2 separate regions of the Mus musculus genome follow, and region 2 is linked to region 1. Evidence: chromatin contacts called from public Hi-C data. All regions are on one chromosome and are shown on one strand. Each heading gives the region's core, a stretch centred on a gene start, on an enhancer-like site or on the middle of the called end of the contact. The rest is flanking DNA. Distances are from core to core; before and after follow the strand shown. Region 1 has its middle 16 kb from the start of Gm42110. Region 2 has its middle 36 kb from the start of Gm36303.

Region 1 (4,023 bases), core at 351-2,850:
ATCTTTTCATGTTGGCTAACGTTCACCACTTAGATATTTTTACGACTTTGAAGATGGAAAATAGTCATGTGGAGGCTGCTGCTGCTCTGAATTCAGCAGAAGTTATTCAATGCCAAGCTTGGACAATGTGTTTCCACCCAGAGCTGGAAACCTCTGTTTACCAGTCCCTATGCAATGCCTGTGCATGGGGAACCAGGAACTTCTCTGCAATAGTTGCCACTGTTTTGCTGACCAACTGACTAAATGAAAAAGCCAGTATCATTTCACTGGGACAAGCTCAACCTGCGGATTGGGCTAGCAGGGACTGATCTTCCTCTTGGAGTAGCCGCCTGGTGTTCATAGGGTTGACATGTTAAAACAGAATAAGCATTCTGTAAGAATCATGCCTGAGAGTATTAAGCAAATCAATGTGAGAGCTGCAAAGCATTATGCGGCCCCTTCCAGGTAGGTGTGGCCAGCCACCAGGCTGCTCTGGGTACCCTAGGCAGCTGCTTCCAGGTCTTCAGAAAACAAAAACAAAACAAAAACAAAAACAAAACAAACAAACAAAAAACTGTGAGCTGAATTCACCTTTCTTTTTTGAGGCTAAAGGACCAGTGAAGCAGGTGAGGTGATCTATTTATACATTTGCATTGTTTGAAATGGTCAGATCTATGTCCCAGAAGTACTGGAAGAGATGGGGGGTCTTCAATGCTAAAATACAGTTCTGCTTACTGAACCTTATGCACAGTGATTCAGTTCACACCTCCCTCCTCATCCTAACCAACGCATGGAAGAAAAGCCTAACTCAAATTAATTGGAGAAATTAATGAATCTTTGGGGCCACGTAAGAAATAGCATGCTTTGATGCAGCCACGAGACCCATTAGCTGCCTAAAGAAGCAGCTGTGTGTGTGAGCTTCCCAGATTATTCCTGCCTCAGAACAGCAAAGCCATTGTTCGTGACCTTTTGCACCAATAGACTATATTGGTATGTCTATGCGCCAGTTTCAGGGGAAAGGTTGCAATGGACTCATAACTTTCAAAAGAAAATGTGACTGAACTCTCCCATGCAGTTAATGATGCACATAAAATATTTACCATTTTGGGTTCCTTTGATTTGCTTTCAAAAACTGTTAGATATATGCCCTGAAAAGAGGGGAATATACAGAAACCCTACAGTAAAACTGTGGAGTCACTTGCTTTTGCATTAGCTGTATACACTTCATGTGGATTATAAACATCTCTCTGTGTCATTATGCATGTTTTAAAAGCAGAGTGTTCTGGAACATCGACTTTAAGAATCTGTATTTTTAAACATGTGGGGTGTTCCAAATTCGTGGGTATAAATAACACTGAGAAACATGCTTATACATAAATCTGTCTGCATGTTTCCTTGAGACACATTTAGAAAAGCCGAAGTGCTCAGTCAAAATATCCTATTTTTAAATCTTTCGAGAAGTATAGTAAAATCCCAGCAGGCACTTTGATTTATATAACAACAGAAAATGAAAAATAAATACCCATGCTTTGGAGTATTTGCTGGCAAGAGCAACATACAATGTGGCCCACTCTTCCCTGGGATAAAATTCTTCACTGTCCAGGCAGTGGCTGATCCTGTGTGACCACCAGGTGTCAGTCTAAAACAGAACAAGCTGAACTACACCTAAGAAGGGAGGTTCTCTAAGGCTTAAAGACCTCCACATCCTGTTTTTTCCCCAGGTTAATAGGGGATTGGGGCCTTATTAAAAATTCAAAATAAAGAAATAGATGATTACAGACAGACAGACAGGCAGGCAAGCAGACAGGCAGGCAGCAAGCAGGTAGGTAGGTTGATTCATAGTTACCCTCTGCAGGTTCTCAAGTTTATAAATGATCATGAGACACAACTAAGGCAACGAAATGAAAACCAAGTCCGCTGAAATGCTGAATGGGCTCTCATGAAAGTCTCTGATAGCTTGAAACTTCATCTTGGCAAGAATATTATAAGGAGGTTCTTATTCTGTGAAGGTCCAACTCTAAAGTTCAGTACATCCTTCAGAACCAACCAAGAATTATAGATGTAAACTAAGACATCCAAGGACATTTTTAGGTGACACTTTTAGGGAAACAGCAAGAGAGAGAGACAGAGACAGAGAGACAGAGACAGAGAGAGACAGAGAGAGAGACAGAGAGAGGGACAGAGAGAGGAACAGAGAGAGACAGAGAGAGAGAGATACACCCGCACGTACTGCATCTTTGCATTCCTGACGCAGTAATAATGATTAAGTCAGCAGAATCTCTGGAGCTGGGGGTGAGGATGGGGAATGCAGCCTTGATGACGAGCATATTGATTGACTCTCAGAGCAGGAATGAGCATGATGAACTCAGTGGAATCAGAATGTAAGAGCCAAGAACATAAGAAAATATCAAAAGATTTCCACACCATGGTTCTACAAGCACTTAAGGAAAGCAGCTGGTGAGAAGATTTCTTTAAATCACTTCTGGATGCCCAGATTTTAGTAACTAAAGTCTACATCTACTTTAGTAACTGAACTGACATCTACTTCAAACTTTTCCCCAATTTCCCTCTTTCTTTTCTTGACTGTGTACTATTTCATTCTCTGACCTTTGCTCTCTACCTCTTTCCTAGACCCGAATCACACAAGATGCTGGGAATTTCATGACAAAATTTGTTTACCAGGATGATTTAACAGAACCTTATAACCTGAATGGCCTAAATCATAAAAGACTATTTTCATATAGCTCCAGAGGATGGAAGTCTAAGGTCAGGTGTTCATAGATTTGGGTTGCCCAGAGACCTCTCTTCCTGGTCTGTAAGTGACCATCTGCCTTCTCTGCCATGCATTCACATGGCCTCTGCCTGTGCAGTTATATCACAAGTGTCCAGCTCCCTCTTCTAAGGACATTAAGTTGAATTAGGGTTCATTCTGACAGACTTGTTTGAATTCCATCATCACTTTAAGAACTCTGTCCCCAAAGTCAGTCATGTTCTGAGGTACTGGGATATAAAGCTTCAACATGTAAATTGTTAGGGAACAGGATTCGTTTGCTCTTTCAGAAGCTGGATAAAGGCTTTGGTAATGAGAGCAGAGAGGACTCAGAGCACTTTGTGGAGGAGAGTGTGTGAGGGGCAGACTGAGGGAAATACAGCAGCTCTGGGAGGAGTGGACATGAATAGAGCACTGGTAAATACACCTACTTTGCCAGCTTACTAAAAAATTATTTACTCGAGAATGAATGTTTTCTGCCTTTAGTTGTAGGAAAGAGTGGAATGCAGGAATACCAGCCTGGTAGGCAAATAAAAATGAACATAAAATAAATATTCAGGGACAAAGTCTTTCACTAGTACAAGGCTGTGACTCAGATGCCACAAATCCATTGTGGTCCCCAAACCAAAAAAATAGAAGACACTGAAAGGCATAAAAGTCAAACTGTCCCTGGGCATGATGGCGCACATCTGCAGTCGCAGCACTTCATCAGAAGCAGAGGCAAGCAGATTTCTAATTCTGAGGCCAGCACTGTCTACATAATGACACCCTTAAACAACAACACCAACATTCTGTTGTGTTCAGTATGAAAGTTGTCCTGCATTGTGTTCGCTGAGGTGCATTTACTCAGTGACATAAGGAGACAGAAATAACTGCACTTTTCCACAGAGGGAAATAAATTAACTCTCGAGAGTCTTCCTAGCCTCCTTTAATCTATTCTTGTTCTGTTAGGGGAAAAAAAAGATAACTGATCAAATATGCATATTTGTTCAGGAAAAATGCTAACAAGGTAATGAAAGAGAGAAAGAGTGGGTCTTTACTCCGAAAAGCTACCTGTCATTGCTCTTATGTTTATCAGCATTTGCTAAGATTTATTTTTATTTTTAAAATATATTTGAATTTTTTTATGATATATTTTGGCCACATTTCCCCTCTCACGATGTCTCACAGTTCCTATTTATCTCCCTATTCACACAAATTCATATCTCCCTCTCCCTCTCCCTCTCCCTCTCCCTCTCCCTCTCCCTCTCCCTCTCCTTCTCCCTCTTCCTCTT
Region 2 (4,328 bases), core at 531-3,030, 350 kb after region 1:
GAGGTATGTAGATAGCTCTTAGATTTTTCTTGAAGGTGTTTTGTTTTTTACATTGTTTTCTTGTCTACACCTAATTTATTGCTCTACTGATATTAATGAAAAATATTCAAAACTTGGAAAAACAAAATGCAATACATATCCTTAATTGTTCCACTAGAGCACTTTGTCATATGTGACATGCTTGTGGCTGTGTATGTCCTCGATGTCCTTCAGCCCTCAGGACAAGAAAAAGAACCACTTACCACTTGCTGTTGACTCTAAATTGGGATCCAGGCTCTGCAGATTTTCATGTTAACTTGTAGGCTTTCTCCAATAAAAATTCAATTTTTTTTCTGTCCCAGCTTTCTTGCCCATTGGTGCCCTCACTTGTGAGTGCTATGAATCTTAATTAAATCTTTGATCCCCATTCAAGTTCTTTTCATAGAAGATCCATGTTTTAACTTTTATCACTTTTATCTGAAACTGGAAGGCATTTGTGTGTCTAATGTGAGGGATGTTTCGTATTATTTCCCTCTGTGTAATTAATAATACAGAGGTAAATAAAATGTTTAATAAATAATATTCCTTTCCCCGCCTTCCCGAATTGCAATGCTTGATTATTTCATCCCTCAGGGAACCCTAGTGTGCATAGTCATCAGAAGGTACATTTTTGTAAATATTGGATATCCAGCCAGGTCTTTGGGAGGCAGAGGGGGGATCTTTTCCATCCGTTTGCTTTGTACTATATCCTGATATTTGAAAACCAGTTACTTTCAGTGACTTTTCTCTCGGTTTTTCTCCTCTATGCATAAGTATTTTCCCTATAAATTTTAAGACCTTTTTCTTCTAATCCTAAAATTACACTCATTTTAGAGTTTTACTGAGTATTACACACTCTCTGGTTTGCATGTCTTGGTGGGCCTGGTATTTACTGGTCTTGAGCCTCCCTTTCTGGGACTGCGATGTGTCTTCCCATTTGTTCAGCTTTTGCTTTATGTCTTTCAATAACAATTTTATGGTTTCTTTACGCAGGCCCCACATTTTGCTATCTTTACTGCTAAGTATTGTGTAGATATTGAACAAGGAATGTTGGTTTTTTTTTTTTTTCTATTTCCATTTGCAGATGATTTTTGCCACAACAGAGAAAAACAATTTATATTTTATATCTCTATCTTGTGTACAAATGCCCTAATAAATTCTCATTATTTTTAAACAGTTCATTTGATTTTATAGTCTGGCCTGGAGTGCTTTTGGAGGGAAAAAAATCTTTTAAAAAAATATAGATAGCCCATATAATTTCCTGTCTATCTCTACATGTTTATTTCAACTAGCAACCTATCCATTAAAACATTGTATACTTTTATCCTAATGTCCCAAAACTGGCCATCGGCATGCATTTTAAAGTCACTGTTTAAGCTCCTTCTGAAAGAGGAAGAGTGAGTCTTGTAGGAATGCAATCTACCAGGAGGCTAAATAATACTTGGGAGACAGTCCAGACAGACCGGAAAAGATGAGATCTTCCACAGAGGCCCAGAGATGAATAAAATACCATCCACATTAGTTAAGGAAAGGGCCACTCAGAGCTGATAAGATAAGTTTTTAGCATCTTAGAAACAAAGAAAGGTGACAGGGAGCATGGGAGCAGATTAGGATAGAGAACAAGAAATACATTCAGTCAAGAAGAGGTTTTAGGGGACGGTGATATTTACACAGAAGCCCCTGAGACTTGAACTTGTTGTAGCCTTGATGAAATCCAAGAATCCAAATGCCTCCGGAGCACCCTGTGCATCTTCTAGAGAGGGCTGTGGCTCAGCGCTTTCAGAAGCTCACTCCTGCAGTAGTACACACCCTCTCTCAGCACCCTCTGCTTCATCCTAAGCACTTCCTTTGTGGTATTCTTAACTGTAAAGTTGGTTTTATCTTTTTTGAGGTGCGGGGATGGGGGTTGCTTCGTTTCCTACCAGTCTTTAAAATAAAGTGAAAGGGGAAATATGGTTATCATCTTTTTTATGTAATAAGAAGCCAGGACTCAGTTTTATGTAATTTAATCAGAGTGTTTTATGGTCCATAAAATCAGCCGCCTTCTGAATTCAAAAATGGTGTTTTCCTTAGGAAAGAAAGATTCACCAAGAACACAGGCTCTTCTGATCCATTTGTTTTTGGTGTCTGCGACGTTGGAGGAGGCTTTTACAGCTAGCCTGTGCTTGATCTAAATGTCGTGAGCGACACTCTTAATGTTAGAGAGAATATCTTCATTTAACATCATCCGAGGCAATATTGTTGCAAAAGATATTTGCTCGGTCTCATAAAACACCAATTCCTTCAGCCTGGAGACACAAAAGAGTGGCGAAACACTCCGGTATCAGTTTTCATGGGCCCAAGAAGAGAAACTCGGCAGAGAGAACAGCTGGATCCTCTTTAGGCTTTGAAAAGAACACTGAGCCTCCAACCAGACAGCATACACCGGCTGATATGAAGCCCCCAACACATACAGCAGAGGACTGCTGGGTCTGGCCCCAGTGAGAGAAGACTGCACCTAACCCTTAAAGCCCCAGGGAATGGGGAGATTTGGTGGGGTGGGGGTGGAAGGTGAGATCATCCTCTTGGAGACTGGTAGGGGTGGGAGCAGGTATGGGATAAGAGAGTCAGAGAGTGGACAGGGAGGGAGATAACAACTGGACAGTAAAAAAAGGTTAAAAAAAATCTTTTAAAGTTGCTAAAAAAGAAATAAATAAACAAATAAATAAATAAAGCAAGAATCTACTTTCCCTCTGCTCAAAAAAAGAAAAAGAAAAGAACATGGTGGTCTGCTGGCTTCCTCTCATCTCCTAACATCTCTCTCTGAAAGACAACCAACGTCGCTCTGTGATCCTGGGTGGGTATACAGTCACTACTCCGGAAGGCCAGGATCCCTGTGGTATGGTATTTATATTTCCCTTCTCACTCCTGTCTCTCACTAAGTGGCTTAGCTAGTGAGAAAGTGTTCTCTGGCCTGTCCATCACAAGCATGGGCTATTCCTCTAGTAAACTTGAAGGGTCACTGCTCACTTTGTAGCCATGACCATGACAGAGCACACAGCATCTACCCCCCCTACTCCCCAGCTCCCACACATTTCTAAAGAGAGTAAGAGATGCCCATCATTTGACAAACCACTAAATAATAGTAATATCTAGCTTAATATGCCTTCCTCTTAAGGTCTAAAGCCCTGCTTAGGAAATAATTTATTCACCCGTTCACCGTGTAGTTATTAAAATACAGAGCCACTGAGCATCTCCTGTGTGTTGGCTAACAGAAGTTAACAGTCCATCATCACGTGGTACACCACATTCCTTCTACTTTATACTGAGGCAGGAGAGAAAGACGGGGAACATTGGTAGGGAACAGGAAGGGAAAGGAGTCCCCAACCCTGTGGTCTGCTTGAAGCATTTCACAATCTGAGAGTCAAAAATCCCAGGACAATGTACAGAATTCACTGTGAAGGCAGCCTGCGGAGCAGCACCGTCTCTTATACGCAGGGGAATTTCAAACAAGAATAAACTATCAGTGACCACATAAGGCCTAAGCACACTTGGCCTTTCTCCCTTTCCTGATATGATCCTGCAATTTTATAGGAATCTCATCACCAGTCACTCCCTCTACCATAAAAGATGTCTCTCCAACCTCTTGTGCAACCTTTATAGATCATTGTTTTATTTGATCAAATTGTAACCCCACCCAACACATCCTCAGGAACTTTCGTTTGACCTCATTTATCAAAGAGAAGAGAAAAAGATCCCTCAGAAACCCTGGGGTTAACTTCAGCACCTACCAAAGCAGTAGGTATCCAGCTGCTGTGAGAAGTCCACAGCTATGTCTCTCTGTTAGCTTCTTCACCAAAATCTATGCCAAAAAAATCTCCTGATAAACTCCAATTCTGCTTCACAATGGCTCATCCTGAAAAATCATTTCTGTGTTGAAGCCAAGAAACCCAGCTTTATCTAAATAGAGAGAAATGTCAGAAAAACTATTCAGGGGGACATCATAGAGCTGTGTGCCCCAGCTTCCCACGGCCACAGACAGCACTAACATCAGTAAGTTGTCACTGACACTGGACCTACCAGCTGGAGATACAGTGTAAGCAGAAACTGCCCTTGCTCCTGCTTTTACAGTAGAACAGCATGCTGACATCTTTCAGCCTGGTAGTTATTGACTAGCATGGTGGTATAGAGTATATCTCTGGCTGACGTGATTGGTTTTGTTGTTAGAGTCTAAGACATAGAAGCAACAGACACTGTAAGCACCTATAGTGTGTAGTAGAGTTCCAACAGTGAGTTGAGTCTTAAAGCTAAGAACTCCTGCTTAGCCTTCT

What was found. Hi-C and Micro-C count contacts between places; a contact is called where the count stands out from the background.
Region 2: a contact with region 1 is called in a Hi-C map of the G1E-ER4 cell line, with 3 times the contacts expected there. The contact joins two enhancer-like sites. A contact is called at or near these places in 4 of 484 Hi-C or Micro-C datasets (the G1E-ER4 cell line, embryonic stem cells and trophoblast stem cells) and 1 of 9 other capture datasets (embryonic stem cells).

Annotation. Positions count from the first base shown.
Region 1 is chr5:91,463,706-91,467,728 of GRCm38.p6, forward strand. No RefSeq gene overlaps it. Among named protein-coding and RNA genes, the nearest start is that of Gm42110, 16 kb to the left of the region's middle. Within about 2 kb of position 1,601, at least 5 of the 459 cell types and tissues checked have an H3K27ac peak or open chromatin away from gene starts, as enhancers often do. A contact at or near this core is called in the G1E-ER4 cell line, where this site is marked.
Region 2 is chr5:91,812,716-91,817,043 of GRCm38.p6, forward strand. No RefSeq gene overlaps it. Among named protein-coding and RNA genes, the nearest start is that of Gm36303, 36 kb to the right of the region's middle. Within about 2 kb of position 1,781, at least 36 of the 459 cell types and tissues checked have an H3K27ac peak or open chromatin away from gene starts, as enhancers often do. A contact at or near this core is called in the G1E-ER4 cell line, where this site is marked.